5 separate regions of the Mus musculus genome follow, and all the other regions are linked to region 4. The links are chromatin contacts, called in public Hi-C and HiChIP or PLAC-seq maps. All regions are on one chromosome and are shown on one strand. Each heading gives the region's core, a stretch centred on a gene start, on an enhancer-like site or on the middle of the called end of the contact. The rest is flanking DNA. Distances are from core to core; before and after follow the strand shown. Region 1 overlaps Gm20750 (predicted gene, 20750). Region 2 overlaps Gm2447 (predicted gene 2447). Region 3 has its middle 46 kb from the start of Gm30292. Region 4 has its middle 23 kb from the start of Gm38537. Region 5 overlaps Gm30292 (predicted gene, 30292).

The links. A called contact is a pair of places that touch in the nucleus more often than the background predicts. HiChIP or PLAC-seq counts read pairs in DNA pulled down with a chosen protein or histone mark.
Region 1: an H3K27ac HiChIP or PLAC-seq map of large pre-B cells shows a contact between it and region 4, with 4 times the contacts expected there. The contact joins two enhancer-like sites. A contact is called at or near these places in 1 of 15 datasets of contacts at CTCF or cohesin (pro-B cells) and 4 of 115 datasets of contacts at active chromatin or transcription factors (double positive thymocytes, effector CD8 T cells, large pre-B cells and 1 more).
Region 2: a contact with region 4 is called in a Hi-C map of B cells, with 2.5 times the contacts expected there. The contact joins two enhancer-like sites. A contact is called at or near these places in 1 of 39 promoter capture datasets (the C10 cell line), 2 of 15 datasets of contacts at CTCF or cohesin (large pre-B cells and pro-B cells), 12 of 484 Hi-C or Micro-C datasets (B cells, the C10 cell line, Th1 cells and 6 more) and 3 of 115 datasets of contacts at active chromatin or transcription factors (the 230-238 cell line, fibro-adipogenic progenitors and large pre-B cells).
Region 3: a contact with region 4 is called in a Hi-C map of B cells, with 2.6 times the contacts expected there. The contact joins two enhancer-like sites. A contact is called at or near these places in 2 of 15 datasets of contacts at CTCF or cohesin (large pre-B cells and pro-B cells), 10 of 484 Hi-C or Micro-C datasets (B cells, the C10 cell line, CD4 T cells and 6 more) and 6 of 115 datasets of contacts at active chromatin or transcription factors (the 230-238 cell line, CD8 T cells, Th17 cells and 3 more).
Region 5: a BATF HiChIP or PLAC-seq map of CD8 T cells shows a contact between it and region 4, with 11 read pairs. The contact joins two enhancer-like sites. A contact is called at or near these places in 1 of 15 datasets of contacts at CTCF or cohesin (large pre-B cells), 1 of 484 Hi-C or Micro-C datasets (CD4 T cells) and 6 of 115 datasets of contacts at active chromatin or transcription factors (the 230-238 cell line, CD8 T cells, bone marrow-derived dendritic cells and 2 more).

Annotation. Positions count from the first base shown.
Region 1 is chr3:52,922,743-52,925,442 of GRCm38.p6, forward strand. It overlaps Gm20750 (predicted gene, 20750), which reads right to left. Exons shown (of 5, transcript NR_040555.1): 2 at 1,849-1,952. Among named protein-coding and RNA genes, the nearest start is that of Gm20750, 3.6 kb to the right of the region's middle. Within about 2 kb of position 1,364, at least 29 of the 459 cell types and tissues checked have an H3K27ac peak or open chromatin away from gene starts, as enhancers often do. A contact at or near this core is called in pro-B cells, where this site is marked.
Region 2 is chr3:52,753,850-52,756,549 of GRCm38.p6, forward strand. The region is part of intron 1 of Gm2447 (predicted gene 2447); the gene reads left to right. Among named protein-coding and RNA genes, the nearest start is that of Gm2447, 15 kb to the left of the region's middle. Within about 2 kb of position 1,317, at least 37 of the 459 cell types and tissues checked have an H3K27ac peak or open chromatin away from gene starts, as enhancers often do. A contact at or near this core is called in B cells and pro-B cells, where this site is marked.
Region 3 is chr3:52,842,852-52,845,551 of GRCm38.p6, forward strand. No RefSeq gene overlaps it. Among named protein-coding and RNA genes, the nearest start is that of Gm30292, 46 kb to the left of the region's middle. Within about 2 kb of position 1,315, at least 57 of the 459 cell types and tissues checked have an H3K27ac peak or open chromatin away from gene starts, as enhancers often do. A contact at or near this core is called in B cells, CD8 T cells, Th17 cells and 3 more, where this site is marked.
Region 4 is chr3:52,442,828-52,445,527 of GRCm38.p6, forward strand. No RefSeq gene overlaps it. Among named protein-coding and RNA genes, the nearest start is that of Gm38537, 23 kb to the right of the region's middle. Within about 2 kb of position 1,259, at least 119 of the 459 cell types and tissues checked have an H3K27ac peak or open chromatin away from gene starts, as enhancers often do. A contact at or near this core is called in the 230-238 cell line, B cells, CD8 T cells and 5 more, where this site is marked.
Region 5 is chr3:52,789,777-52,792,476 of GRCm38.p6, forward strand. It overlaps Gm30292 (predicted gene, 30292), which reads right to left. Exons shown (of 5, transcript NR_166453.1): 3 at 2,275-2,367; 4 at 2,000-2,148; 5 at 1-1,593. Among named protein-coding and RNA genes, the nearest start is that of Gm30292, 6.7 kb to the right of the region's middle. Within about 2 kb of position 1,330, at least 15 of the 459 cell types and tissues checked have an H3K27ac peak or open chromatin away from gene starts, as enhancers often do. A contact at or near this core is called in the 230-238 cell line, CD8 T cells, memory CD8 T cells and 1 more, where this site is marked.

The DNA.
Region 1 (2,700 bases), core at 114-2,613, 480 kb after region 4:
AACCAATACATACAAAGCCCGGTAGTGCTCCTTGTTGTCATGTATAACAACCTGTTAAAGGGCAAGTCTGAGTGGGAGTTTCTGAGAACATTGCCTGTGCGTGTGTCTTTAAAACAATTCTCAACTTTAACCTGGTCTACCTTATTTCAGCTATGAAGCTCAGAAGCAGATCTATGCTAGATGCACATAATCTGACTTTCGGCCCCGTTCTAGATTTAAAAAAATGAGTCACAGACTATAATTCTTAAGAGGCAAATCGTTACCAGTATAACTTGGTATCCTATTAGGGAGAATAAAATTCTTCAATCAGATCTTGAGTTACTATGTTTCAAACAAACTCTTCCTGGCAGAGTCCTAGCAAAATCAATAAATAATAAAGAAAGAAAGTAACTCTGGGGCTGGAGAGATGGCTCAGCACTTGAGAGCACTGACTGCTCTTCTAGAGGTCCTGAGTTCAATTCCCAGCAACCACATGGTGGCTCACAAACATCTGCAATGGGGTCTGATGTCCTCTTCTTGTGTGTTTGAAGAGAGCAATGGTGTACTCATATACATAAAATAAATAAAAATTTAAAAAATCTTAAAAAAAAAAAGTAACTATGCACTCACAGTGTACGTGTTGTCCTAGTTAGTTTTACCATTGCTGGGATGAAACTCACCAAAAACAACTTGGGGGATCAAGGGGTTTATTTGGCCCATAGTTATCCCATCGTCAAGGGAAACCAGGGAGGGAACTCAAGAAAGGAACCCGGGAGAGGAAGCGAGGCAGCATGGAGGAGCTCTGCATGGTGGCTTGCGTCCCGTGTGTTTTATACTGCACGGGACAACCCACAGTGGTCTAGACCCTCCTACATTAATGAGAAATCACAAACCACACCCGCTCAGACAGTCCATAGGCCAATCTGATGGGGGCAATTCCGTGTTGAGGTTCCCTCTTCCCAGGTGGGTCATGCTTGCAACCACCTGCCAGATGCATGCTGACGCATCCTAGAGTAGCATCTTAAAGGCTACCCACGCTAGGAAACAAGGCAGCAAAGGTGAAATAACTAGGAAATTTATTCATGGGTGATGTCATCTCAATTTTGAGATCACACTTTTATCTTATTTTAATTCACCGTTCTAAAGCCCATGGCCACTAGGACATTTGTTAAAAACTGAAAGACCACTAATACTCAAGAGTCTAAAACTGCATCAATATGTATTTATAGCTTTTAGTTTCTCTTTCTGTTTGGGTGATATATGCAGTATATAATCTTATTGAAGTAATAAGTAGATATTATTTCCGTCTTCAACAGCGAAGTTCCCCATTTTGTCTTCTGTTCTTTAGCATTAGTTTCTGTTCCCTCTCAGAATAAAGAAAGTCTTTCTTTCACAGCTTCCAATGCTTACAAGAGACCTGGGGCTGCTGGGTTCTACAAGTAGCCACATCTGGGGAGCCAGAGCTCTCATTCCCAGTTCCCATTGATTCTGTGATTTAACAAAAACATCATGGGGCCAGCAAGATGACTCAGCTGGTAAAGCCACCTGCATCCAAGCCTGACAATTCAGGATCAACCCTCAGGACCTACAGGTTCCTGAAAGTTGTAGTCTCCAAAAGCACCCTGGTGCATACAGCACCACCCCCTACACACACACACACACCACTGCTGCCCATGAATAATATTGCAGAGAGAGAGAGAGAGAGAGAGAGAGAGAGAGAGAGAGAGAGAGAGAGAGAGAGAAATTGTGTCAGAATTAGAAGAATCAGACCGGTGAAACCCATCCCCCCATCTTCCACCACATATTAAAGAACTAGAAACTTTGTATGTAGGAAATCTTTTTGGAGTGTAACCGTGGTTGATTAATTACCTTTGTCGTGAATCTCTTTTCTGAGCATTCGCTCTGTAACCTGGGATACTCTTCACATTTGCATCTGAAACAGGCCAGTAGTCGGACATCTTATCCATTTGTTTCTAGTGAAAGAAGGGTACAATAATTGCAACCACAGAAAACAACCATGAAGCCACAAAATGAATTCAACAAGGCCTTGAATTCTGCAGTAAGGAGGAAAAACAGCAAGGGAGTCTACAGCAGGGCCCTAACTATTTATATAAACCATTCAACTCTTTTAACAGGATTAGAGACCAGAGACAATACAACAAATCTGCTGGGTTTGATTGACAGGACTCTCTGGGTGCCTATTAGGCAGTTTCCTGAGACTTGAAGTATTTCAGGTTTAAAATTTTGTAGCAAAACAACGTTTCTAAGTTTCCATGATGGGAAGATGACTTTTAATGGGAGGGAAAAAAAAGTCTCAAAGCTGGAGAGCCTATTTGTATACCCAGTTTGAGAAAAACCAAAACACGGTAACTTTCCAGAAGAAAATTGAAAACAGAGTTTGTACCTCCTCTGTGTGCTTTAGTAACCGCGGCCTGGTGTGGGAGTCTGGGTATTATTCAGCATGTCCACACTTAGTGTCTGTGCCTTGGGACTTTAGCTACTACCTGATTTTCAGTTATACTGTTTCTTCTTGAGTCATTCCTTGGCCATGGAGTCCTTTTATGAAGTCACAATAAATACAAATTTGCCTAGTAGTCTTTACAAATTGTTAAAACAACAGGACTTGGACAGATGCTCAGCCATTTGCTGATCCGGGATAGGTTTCCAGCATCCACATAGCAGCTCCGAAGCATCTGAGCTGTCTAGTCCCAGGGCACCGGC
Region 2 (2,700 bases), core at 67-2,566, 310 kb after region 4:
CAAGCTTTTTGAGCAAACTGCACTGTTAGCACTAAAGGTAGGTGTGAGTGTGCAAGCGTGTATGTGAGCGTGTGTGTGTGTGTGTGTGTGTGTGTGTGTGTGTGTGCTGCACCCTACCCCACAACATATTGCTCTGATTATAAAGAGCTACTGTATTTTTTGCTTTGGGAACCAAACTAACTACCTACTATCTTAGGATATGAACTTTTATTTCCATGGGATATTTACTCCAAATGATCATTTGTTTAACCCACTGAACTACACAGATCACAAGAAGGTAGTATTCATGGTTAACATCTTGCTGGGAACAATACTAAGAAAATATGTTTTCTAAGAGTGAGTGTATAAAACAGGTAGAAAAATAGAAGCAAATTACCTTAAGTAAAAATGGTGAGAGGGGGGTGGAGGCAGCATCTAGGTTTAGGTGAGAGACATAATTCTAACTGCACAAGGCAGACCAATGTTGAATTCCGTGATCACTATTTTATAAGCAAATGGCAATAAAAAGGAGAAAGGGAGGAGGAGGAAGGAGGAGCACGGTACAGTGGCATGAGGCACCATTCTGCATTGTTAAGGTTCTAAACCCCAAATTTCCAAAAGGAGGAATTTCAGTGTCACTTGCTCCCCAGCCCATGGCGATAAACCTCCAGAGTGCATGTCACAGCCCCAAGTGACCCTGGTTGTGTCAGCAGCTCCACTGGGTGTATGACCTTTGGCACAAATAAAATGTATTTACTCATGCCTGAATTCCAGTGACAAGTCCCCTTAGATAAAGCTCCACTAGGGGCCACCTGCCCTCAATGACCTGCAAGGCTTTCAGGACCAGCTTTCGTGCTCTGCGCACCTCCTACCGAGGGCTGCCTCACTGGAAAGACTTGACTTCCAGCACACAGGGAGGGAGGTGGGACTCTGACTTCTACAGTCCATTTGGCTTTGCTTCCCTTTGAAGCCATTATTGAGAAGCTTTCCGAGCACGGATCTGCAAACACAGACACCAAGGAATCCTGGGCCCAGAGTTCAAACAAAAGTGTAAGGACAAGTGAGGTGAACGGTATTGAGATCCCACGTAGACCTCTCCTATTCAAAGCAGTCCTTCCTTGTCCTCACCCTTTGGAGAACGTTTGAAATGATGGAAGTTGTATTTGAGCCTCCACTCTGAATGCTTCTGCAGGGTAGAGGTTCCTCCGCGGAGCTTGTGAGGGTTAACTGAAGCAACAACCTCTTTTATGTCTTTACAAGTAGTCTGTTCTCCATTTTACACATGAAGAAGCAGAACAACAAGAGTTTAAGTCACGTGGGAAGTAATACAGCTGTGAAGTGTCCATCCGAGACATCGGGTCAGAGCAGGTCAGGAAATACCCACTAAATCAGATTAGCTGCACACTGCTGTGGGCTTGTCTCTCTCAGAAATCTGTGAGGAAACAGTCCTGGTACTCCCTAGCATTATCATGTTCTCTGTCAGGTTCATGGGGTGTCTGTAGTTTGTTCCTGTAAAGCAGGGTAGGCCACTGTTTATCTGCCCCGGGATCTTTACAATCCAAAACTGATAGCACAGTTTATACCAGGGTGATGGAGAATACGTCCAGGAGAACAGGCTTTATAAACACCCAGTCAATACCGAGCAAAGGACAGGTGCTGTTTGCAAGACCCTGAAGACTGCACTCTTTAGGCAGAGGGTCAGAACACTAGGCATGCCATGTTCCAGTGAGGGTCCAGTGTCCTGACGGCAGGGCTGGAGCTAAGTCACCAAGCCAAGGATTACACCCAAATTGGTTATTTTGGGGCAAATGGGGCAGATTCTAGACACTCGCTACATACAGTATCAGCTGATGTTGCTTTGTACAAAAATGTAGTTAGATGTATCCTTTGGATTGCATTTTTCCTTTACAAGGAAATGATGTCAGATTCTGCTAAAATAAAGCAATGGCTGCTCTGCCTTTATTGTGCACATTCCAACGCAGACCTATTTATCCATCTTTACACTCTTTAGCCTTTGTGCTTGATCCCTGGAACCACGAGGAACAGGAGGCTGAGAGTATTGGTAGTAGTATTGTTGTATCTAACAAGACAACAGGCATAATAAGTCTGTAGTGAACAATGAACTACGGTTAACAGAGATTTGAGCGTTCACCATGGGACAGTCAGTGAGCTGTGTGTACTTCTTCAGTAGACTCCAACATGCCTGTGATGTATGTGTGAGTATCACCCACAAGCCAAGTGAACTCTGCCAGGCTACTGAAGCACTTTAGGTCCAGCTTCGTCCTCTGTTTTAGGAGCTGGGAGGTAGCTGTAATAACTGGGTTAAGGCATACAGTAATTGCAAAGACTGCCTGGGTTAATACCTGGGTGGCATTTGGAACAGTGCCGGCATTCATAAATGCCCAATAAACACTGGCTAGTTTGTGTATTTATCTTAAGATAACCTCTCAAGTCATTTGAGGGATCAAGATTGGAACTCAAACTGCCTGACTTCAGATCCTGTGTCTCTGTGCACAATTTGAAAGCGTAATCAAATAAGTGAGGAAATAGCCGGGAGTCACGTGGCTATATAGTGGCAGGTTTCAGGTCCCTGTCACTCAAGCCTACAATTTCACTGTCCAGTCTGAACTTCCTGTGTGCATTAGCTGTCCAGTACTCCGACAAAATCCCCTGATTAATGAACTCAGAGTGAAGGAGGGTTTGTTTTCATTTTGTCTCACA
Region 3 (2,700 bases), core at 65-2,564, 400 kb after region 4:
GAATTAGAATTATTGTCATTACGTCGCACAAATGCTTCTACTTCTGTTTGCTTTGATTCTTGGCTTTGGTCAGGATATTTGGGACGCCTCTCTTTAAACAGCTTACATGATCTCTGTCAGCTTGTTACATAAAAAGGCATGAAAGGTTGTGAACTCCTGCCTCCTGCAAGAGGAAGAAGGAGCTGAACGAGGAGGTGGCACAGAGTGTACCCCTCCTGTCTGACACGTGTCGGGCAGCAGTAGGTGCTGTTCACAGAGACACCGTCTGCCTGCCTCCAGAGAGACGGGCACACACAGCATCAGCAGTGCGTGACAGCTTATTTTCTTAGCCTCTAAGCTAAATGGTCAAACACTTCTATTCTGGAGAAGATGAAGAAAAAAAAAAAACAAAACAGATAAATGCACGCAATTTTTCCCCTTCCTGTGTCTGGGTTTGACATTAGTCATCTGTTCTGAGAAACTCTGGGACAAGCATCAAGGCTGGGTGTTGAGTTTGATCTGACATGCAGAAGGTTTTAGTGCTGCAGTTTGGGGCAGGTTCACCAGGCATGAGGTTTATTCATGGGGAGAGGGGGCTATAGGTATGTAAAGTTGGAACTTATTTGAGTGACAAGAGCATCCAGGGGCTGTGGCTCAGCTTGAGCAGTACTCAGTGCAATGTGGCGCACAGCTGTCAGAGCCTGGGCCACCTTACCACTGTCACCATCACCAGCTCCTAATCCTTGGCAAGGTCCTATGCTGGTATTCTGACCCCACGTAACAACACTGGGAGGCTAGGGGCTGGAAATTGTTCAAGATCTCTTCCAGGAACTTTGCTCCTTCACGAGGCTCTCTTTCTTTTTAGGGTCACCACCCGACGCTGTAATCTACAAATGCGTGCAATGCTAAGCTGCTTAAAAATGAAATACAATGAGCCAGGCATGGTGGCTCAGGTCTGTAATTCCAGCTGAGGATTGCAACTCTGGGGGCAAGCTTGTGTGACACGATAGATTTCAGCTCAGGCTCTTCCGCAAGATCCTGTCTAAAACAAAATGAGAAAAAAGTGCTTTATTCAATAGGATTTTAATGTGTAATTAATATCCAAGAATCAAATTACTTTACATTATGTGTTCTCTTCGCAAGCCTTCCAGACATGGTTTGTGTTTCGTAGACGTTCATCTTGGTTTGGCCTTAGCCACATTTCAAATGGCTGTTATCCACAGGGGGCAGCGGCTGCACACTGTACAGCAACTGAGCCCCTTCTGTGTGACTGATGCTTTGTCCTTAGGCTCTCTCTTCATGCTTTTCCTTTTCGGCAGAAAGCTCTGGTAACTCATCTACCAATCAGCTCCAAGACTGATTCTTGTCCGTTTTGCACTTCCTTTCCCAGCTCCGCCTCTAGGGGGCAGCTCCAAAAGGTGTCCCAGGGCGCCCTCTAGTGACTGCTCTCAGAATGACAGGACTTTGCAAAAACAACTCTGGGGGGGGGGGGTGGAAATAAATTGAATTAAACAAATGAGGCATCAAAGTCGAATTTCAGGGACATTGAATCCTTGATCACTAGGCAGTTCTTTCCATCCTGCTTCCGAGCAAGGACTCTCCTCTGTCTAAATTGTGATTGGCAGAGGATACACTATTCCCTCTCCCTTGGGGTATGGTAGGTACATCCGTAGTCAGAAACACCAGTGGCCATCTCTGCTACCAAAAAGAGACTGCATCTGGCTCTCAAAGAGGAACAAATCCCTCACAGAGGTGTGGGGGCATCCTGGGAAACTCTACAGAAACCAGCTGGGACCACCGTGTGAAGACGATTCTGCACTTCTGGGTACATGGTCAGTAAATAACCCAGGGCATAGGAAGTCTGGATAGATACGTGTGACTTGGAAGGTGACTACCTTTTACTGAATGAAGCATCCAGAAACTTCTCTGCATGATCTACAGCCACTGGTAACCGATGAAAAATGAAACCTCGTGAAATTTTTTTTGTGCAAACGCAACACACATGTACATGCACACTCGTGCACACATGCATGCACATGCATAGGTGCACTCACACACATGTGCGTACACACACACACACACACACACACACACACACATGCTGGGGACAGTGACAATGCCCCATGCCCTTAAGTCAGTATTGATAGGTTGGTTTATATAAACTTGGCAGGCTGAGGTGCATAGAACAAGGTATCTGCTCACTTCTCTTAGGATGAGGGACACAGGTTCCTTCTGACATTAAGTTAGAAACATTGTATTAAAAAGTAGGATCCCAGAACTTTATGAACTGAGATTTTCACTCAAAATAAAGGGAAATGACAGTACTGGAAAAACACATCTTGGGGACCCTTGTGTGGGAAGGGTTCAATGGCCCCTGGTGCAGTTGATCTGTTTGGTAGTTCATAATCTTATTTGGGACCAGTGGGAAGGGAATGTGGCAAAGCCAGGAAACCCACCAGGCATGCCACATGCTACATAGCAGGCCAGTCAGCCCCTCCCCCAGCCAGTCAGCCCCTCCCCCAGCCAGTCAGTCAGCCCCTCCCCCTCCTCCCAGCTGCACCTTTACAACTGCAAGTTGTAAGTGGGGTGGGGCAAGTAGCTCACCACAGGTTTATCTAGTTAAGGAAATGCAGTTTCTTAGCCCTGACCTAACATGGTTATGATGTGTAGCCCAGGCTAGCCTAGAACTCTTGGTCTGCCTACCTCAGCCTTGCAGATGCT
Region 4 (2,700 bases), core at 9-2,508:
GCCTTGGATGGGAAGATCTAAATGAGGGGAGCTGTTCCCAGGAAACCATACTGCTACTAACTAAAATAAAATACTACTAACGGGGTTAACAGGGTGGTTTGAAACAACAGAAGTGTATGGTCTCCTTGCCCTAGGGCCCGAGCTTCCCCATCAAGGCTGAGCAAGGCTGCAGACATCTCTGATGCTACTTGCCATGAGGAGGTCTGCTTTTCTCTTCATGTGAGGTCTTCCTTTTTAAGGACACTAACTATGGGCATAGGCACCCTTCCACGGCAGGGCTTTACGTTCATCACCTCTGTAGATCCTTATTTTCAAATAAAATTAATTTCTCAGGCACTAGGGACTACGATCCCAGCACATTTTGGGGTGGAGGACGGATACAGCTCATTATATGACGCCACCATTCCTGGATGTACTGAGATGTCTGTAGTACACTTGCTCATATAAATTCATTTGTTTTGTTTTTCTTTTACTCTATTTTTAGCACATATGATTAGATGTAAACATATATTATATATTATAACTATTATATCATATAACTATATATTATAAACTATATATTTTAAATAATATATAAAATTACATATTATAAATACATTTTATACCAAGATAAACAAATACATTTATATATTATATTATTGATATTTAAATATTATTTAAAATATTTTATAAATATATAGTATATAAGATGTTGTACATATTATATATATTTATTTCATTTTCACTACATAGAAAGCCTCTGCATCGCCAATCCACAGCCCATAGATCATATGTACCCTAGGATAATTTTACCCCCTAAAAATGTAAATAATATATATATTTTAAGCTTTATTGTGTCATTCCTCTTAAGTGTGAATTCTGTATTTGACACCTTGTCCTAGCTGACAGGAAAAGTTGCCAACAAACCCAGACGTTTCCTCCCTACCCGGGAGACCACACTGACTGCAGGCAGTGTGTTGTTCATTCATGTCTCCAGTGAATCTAACAACAATGAATCCTGAATATTTAAAGGGGCTGGACAAGTGGCCTTAAAAAAAAGGTAGGCTTTATTTCCTTTTTGGAACACTCTGATCAAAACAAAGTGACTAGGCAGCATATGGTCACAATAACAGGTGGCTCTGGAGGTCCCCTGTGACTTGTTGGCCTGCAGAGCCTGGCCTCCTTTGGGCCTTGGAGGAGAGCCGTGTTGTGCTGGAGACCTGCACAGAGGCTGTGGCGCACAGGGAGCCAACAGAGCGTGTCTGCAGCTGGCCTTGCCTGCACTTGACTCATAAGTGAGTTACAGGGAAGTGGAGACAATGCTGAGAAGAATGTGGGGGAGAGAGCTGTTGGTGGAAGGAAGTGAGACTGGTCAGGGCTTCCCCCCAGCTGCTCACAGGGTTGTGCTCACTGAGGCATGCCTTTCTCCATTGAGCTCAATCAAAGGTGAATTCAATTCGTCACCCATAATGAAGACTCTATAGATCCTCTCCCCCCAAGACTGGAGCTCCCTTGAGTTGGAGTGCACGGCCATTGTCGGTTACGTATAGTAATTACTTTATTTATTTTTGAGATAGAGTCTGACTATATAGTTCCTGCCGCCCTAGGGCTTGCCATGTAGCCACCCTGGCTTCATCACTCAGGGTCTTCTTGCTTCAGCCTCACAGATGTTGAGATGGCAAGTTTGTACTGTCACAACCCTTTTAAGGTCTTTAAAAATCACTTCCCTTTTGCCAAGACCACGTTCGATTTGGCACAGGTGATCTGAGTTGTTGTCTCAGTGCCACACGCACTACAATTATGACCTGGTGGAAGTCACCCGACCACAGGTCACATCTGTGAAATCGGGTCCAGAATGCTTTCTTCCACATGTTATAAAAACCAGACCTGAGGTCTGTCTGGCAGGGGATGGCTCAGCTGGTCAAGCTCTTGCCTGTCCCAGACACATGAGGACTGGGTTTAGTGTGTTGACCACATATGGGTGGTGTGGAGGAGAACTTGCAATCCTAAGGCTGGGGAAGCAGAGACAGGAGTTTCCTTGGGGCTGCCTAGCTAGCCACTCTAAGTGTGAGATCCAGACCAGAGAGAGCCTCATTTCAGAGAAGGCGAATGGGCAACTGAAGACGATTCCTGATGTTGTCCTCTGGCCTCTCAATGCACACATATCCATGCACATGTCCCAGCACACACATGCATTTGCACACACGAGGGCACACATACACACTCAAAGGGGAGCACCCACATGCATTCAGAAATCAACTCTAGCACTGAACAGGAGTATGATGGTTGAAATATAAGAGATCTATAAACTGTCTATACTTGAATGTTTCACAGACCTGGCCAAAAACACATTCAAGCAAATATGATGGATAGAAATGGTTTTGCTGTAAGTAGGGTCTGGTTTTGCTTTCTCATCAGGACTCAACATTGGCTAGGCCAGATGCCACATCATAAGGCATAGTGGCTGGCATGTGCAAACTCCTCCACACTCACCCCCCAACTTAGCATGGTTGGATTTATGACTATTCCACTTTACAGGGGGTGAAAACAATTGAATATTCAAGAGAAACTTCGAACTTTTTGAATTTTGATATTTTTCCCCCATAGGTGATAGTGGCCTTTAAGGACTCAGGGGCAGGATGCGAACCAAATTAGGCTCATATTCTGACAGAAGAGAGGTAGTAAGTAATTGTCATAGAATGAGTGTGACTGTGGTTGGTT
Region 5 (2,700 bases), core at 80-2,579, 350 kb after region 4:
CAAACAAGCAAACAAACACAGCAACAACAAAAACCAGATGTCAGTAGGTGTGGATTAATGTCTTAGTCTTCAACTCCCCTAATCAATGTCTGTTTTTTTGCCATTACTATGCTCGACTTATTACTTCAGATCTGTAGTACAACTTGAAATCGGAGATGATGATGCCTCCTACAGTTCTTTCATTATTCAGGATTCTTTGAGCTGTTGTATTTGTTTTGTTTTCAGATGAAGCTGAAAGTTGTTCTTTCATGATCCATGAAAAATTGTGTTGGAATTTTGATGGGGATTGAACTGAATCTGCTTTTGTCGGGATGGCCATTTTTACTATATTAAACCTACTGAGCCCCGAGCATGGGAGATTCTTCCATCTTCTTCAATGTCTTGAGGTTTTTATCGTACAGGTCCATCGCTTGCTTGGCTAGAGTCACCTCAAGATATTTTGTATTATTTGATGCTATTGTGAGAGGTGTTGTTTCCCTGAGGTTTTTTCTCAGTCCGTTTGTCATTTGTATTTAGGGGGGCCACTGATTTGGGGGACTCAATTCTGAATCCAGCTCCTTTGCTGTTTATCAGATGTGGGAGTTTCCAGGTGGAATTGTTAGGGACACTTATGTATATTAATGATTCATGGGCAAATAAAGATTCTTCGGATGTCTTCCTTTCCAACTTGTATCATCTTAATCTCCTTCAGTTGTCTTAGTGTCTAGCTGAGACTTAGAGCACTATATTGAATAGGTGTGGGGAGAATGGACAACCTTCTTTTGTTCCTGATGTTAATGGAATTGCTTTGAGTTCCTCTCCATTTAAGCAGATGTTGGCTGTGAGCTCACTGCCAACAGTTTATTTTGTTTTGGTGTCTCTTGCATTCCTGATCTCTCCAAGACTTTAATCATGAAGGGGTTTTGGATTTGGTTGAATGTCTGCTCTGCATCTAATGAGATGATCATGTGGTTTCTGTCTTTCAACTTGTGGGTCACTGTGATGGCTAATATCCATATTTCAAAGTCGGGGAAAGTGAAGATCGGAGACACTAATAATATGTACAAGGACATGTAGCTTGTACAAATGTGGCCACAAGGCCAATTCTTTTTGAAACTGTGTACTTGACTTGGCTTCATAGACAACACGCACTCGTGAGAACATGTGCACGCATGCGTGAGTGTGAGTGTGTGTGTGTGTATGTGTGTGTGTGTGTGTGTGTGTGTATGTGTGTGTGTGTGAGACAGAGAGAAGTAGGAGGCCTTTGATGAGGTGATGAGCCAGGTACCACCTACAGGTCTAGGACTACCTATGAGTAAAGTCTGTACTTGGTTTTCTACCATCAGCAGCCTCCAGTTGAGCAAACCTTGATGGCTGGATACGGTTTCACTTTCAACCTCAGGCTGACAGAAATAGTCATGATTCACTCAAATTTCCTGTGAACAGCAATAACCTGGCTTCTCACACTCCAGGGAAGGCTGGCCTGTGATGTTCAGGTCTCGGTTTCTGATTCTTCTGGCCTGTTTGACATCACAGTCTGGATGGGCCATTGGTAAGGCAAATGGCATGTCATACATGAGCATGGAGTCACCATGACCAAAGCCAGAGTCACACCTGTGTACACACAAATTTTGAGTCAAGGACTCAGTGCTCAGTTTAGCCTCTGAGTGATAAAAAATGGGTCATCATCCAGGGTTCTGGTAAAAAAAAAAAAAATCTGGTTTTTCGAGACAGGGTTTCTCTGTATAGCCCTGGCTGTCCTGGAACTCACTTTGTAGACCAGGCTGGCCTTGAACTCAGAAATCCACCTGCCTCTGCCTCCCGAGTGCTGGGATTAAAGGTGTGCACTACCACACCCGCCCCCCCCCCAAAAAAAATTTAAAGATGTAGTAAAAACTGAGTCTTAAATTCTTATTCAGAATTTCTGCTCAATTACACATTAGGGCAAATTTTCCAAATTGACTAAACCTTAATATATAAGAACTCTCAAGAGCAAAGGTGCTGACATGTTGATACGGACCTGCAAGCTTAAGAAGCTGAGTTCAAATCCCTGAATTTAAGTAGAAGACAGACTGGTCTGTAACCCCATCTCTGGGGAGATGGTGGATCCCTGGAGTTTGCTGTCCAGACACTCTAACCACATGGGAAGTTCCAGGGTCAGTGAGAGACCTGTCACAAAAATAAGATGGCAAGCAACTGAAGATGATGCCTAATCTCAACCTCTGGCCTTCACAGAAACACACTTATCCCACCCACACCCACTCACACACCCACACCTCCCCCTCCCCCACACACCTTTACAAATCCTTTCATATCTTCAGCAGTGATAGCTTTTCCCAAACAGGTGACTCCGAGGGTATAATTTCAAGCTTGGAGTTTCATTTGCTTCTAAAGAACAGAGACTCATTCCAACCAGCACACACTAAAAAATGGGATCTGTTGAAAGAATTTGAGATTTTTCTCTCGGAATTCGAGGGGGGGGGGATGTCAGGGTGTGGACAGGTCAGAATGAGAAATTAGCATATGGGCTGGCACCAGCAGAAACCCCCTGCAGTCTTTGATTTTGTCATCTTTGCAGGTTGTCCCTGATTCTCCAGGACACTGACAGGCCAGCTGCCTAGTCCCAAGCTCCCAAGAGGTTTCCTTTGGAAGAGAAAGTACTAATAAATTCAGCTCAGTTTGAGATCGGCTCCCCTTGTCTACCTCTGTAAAGCTAACTAA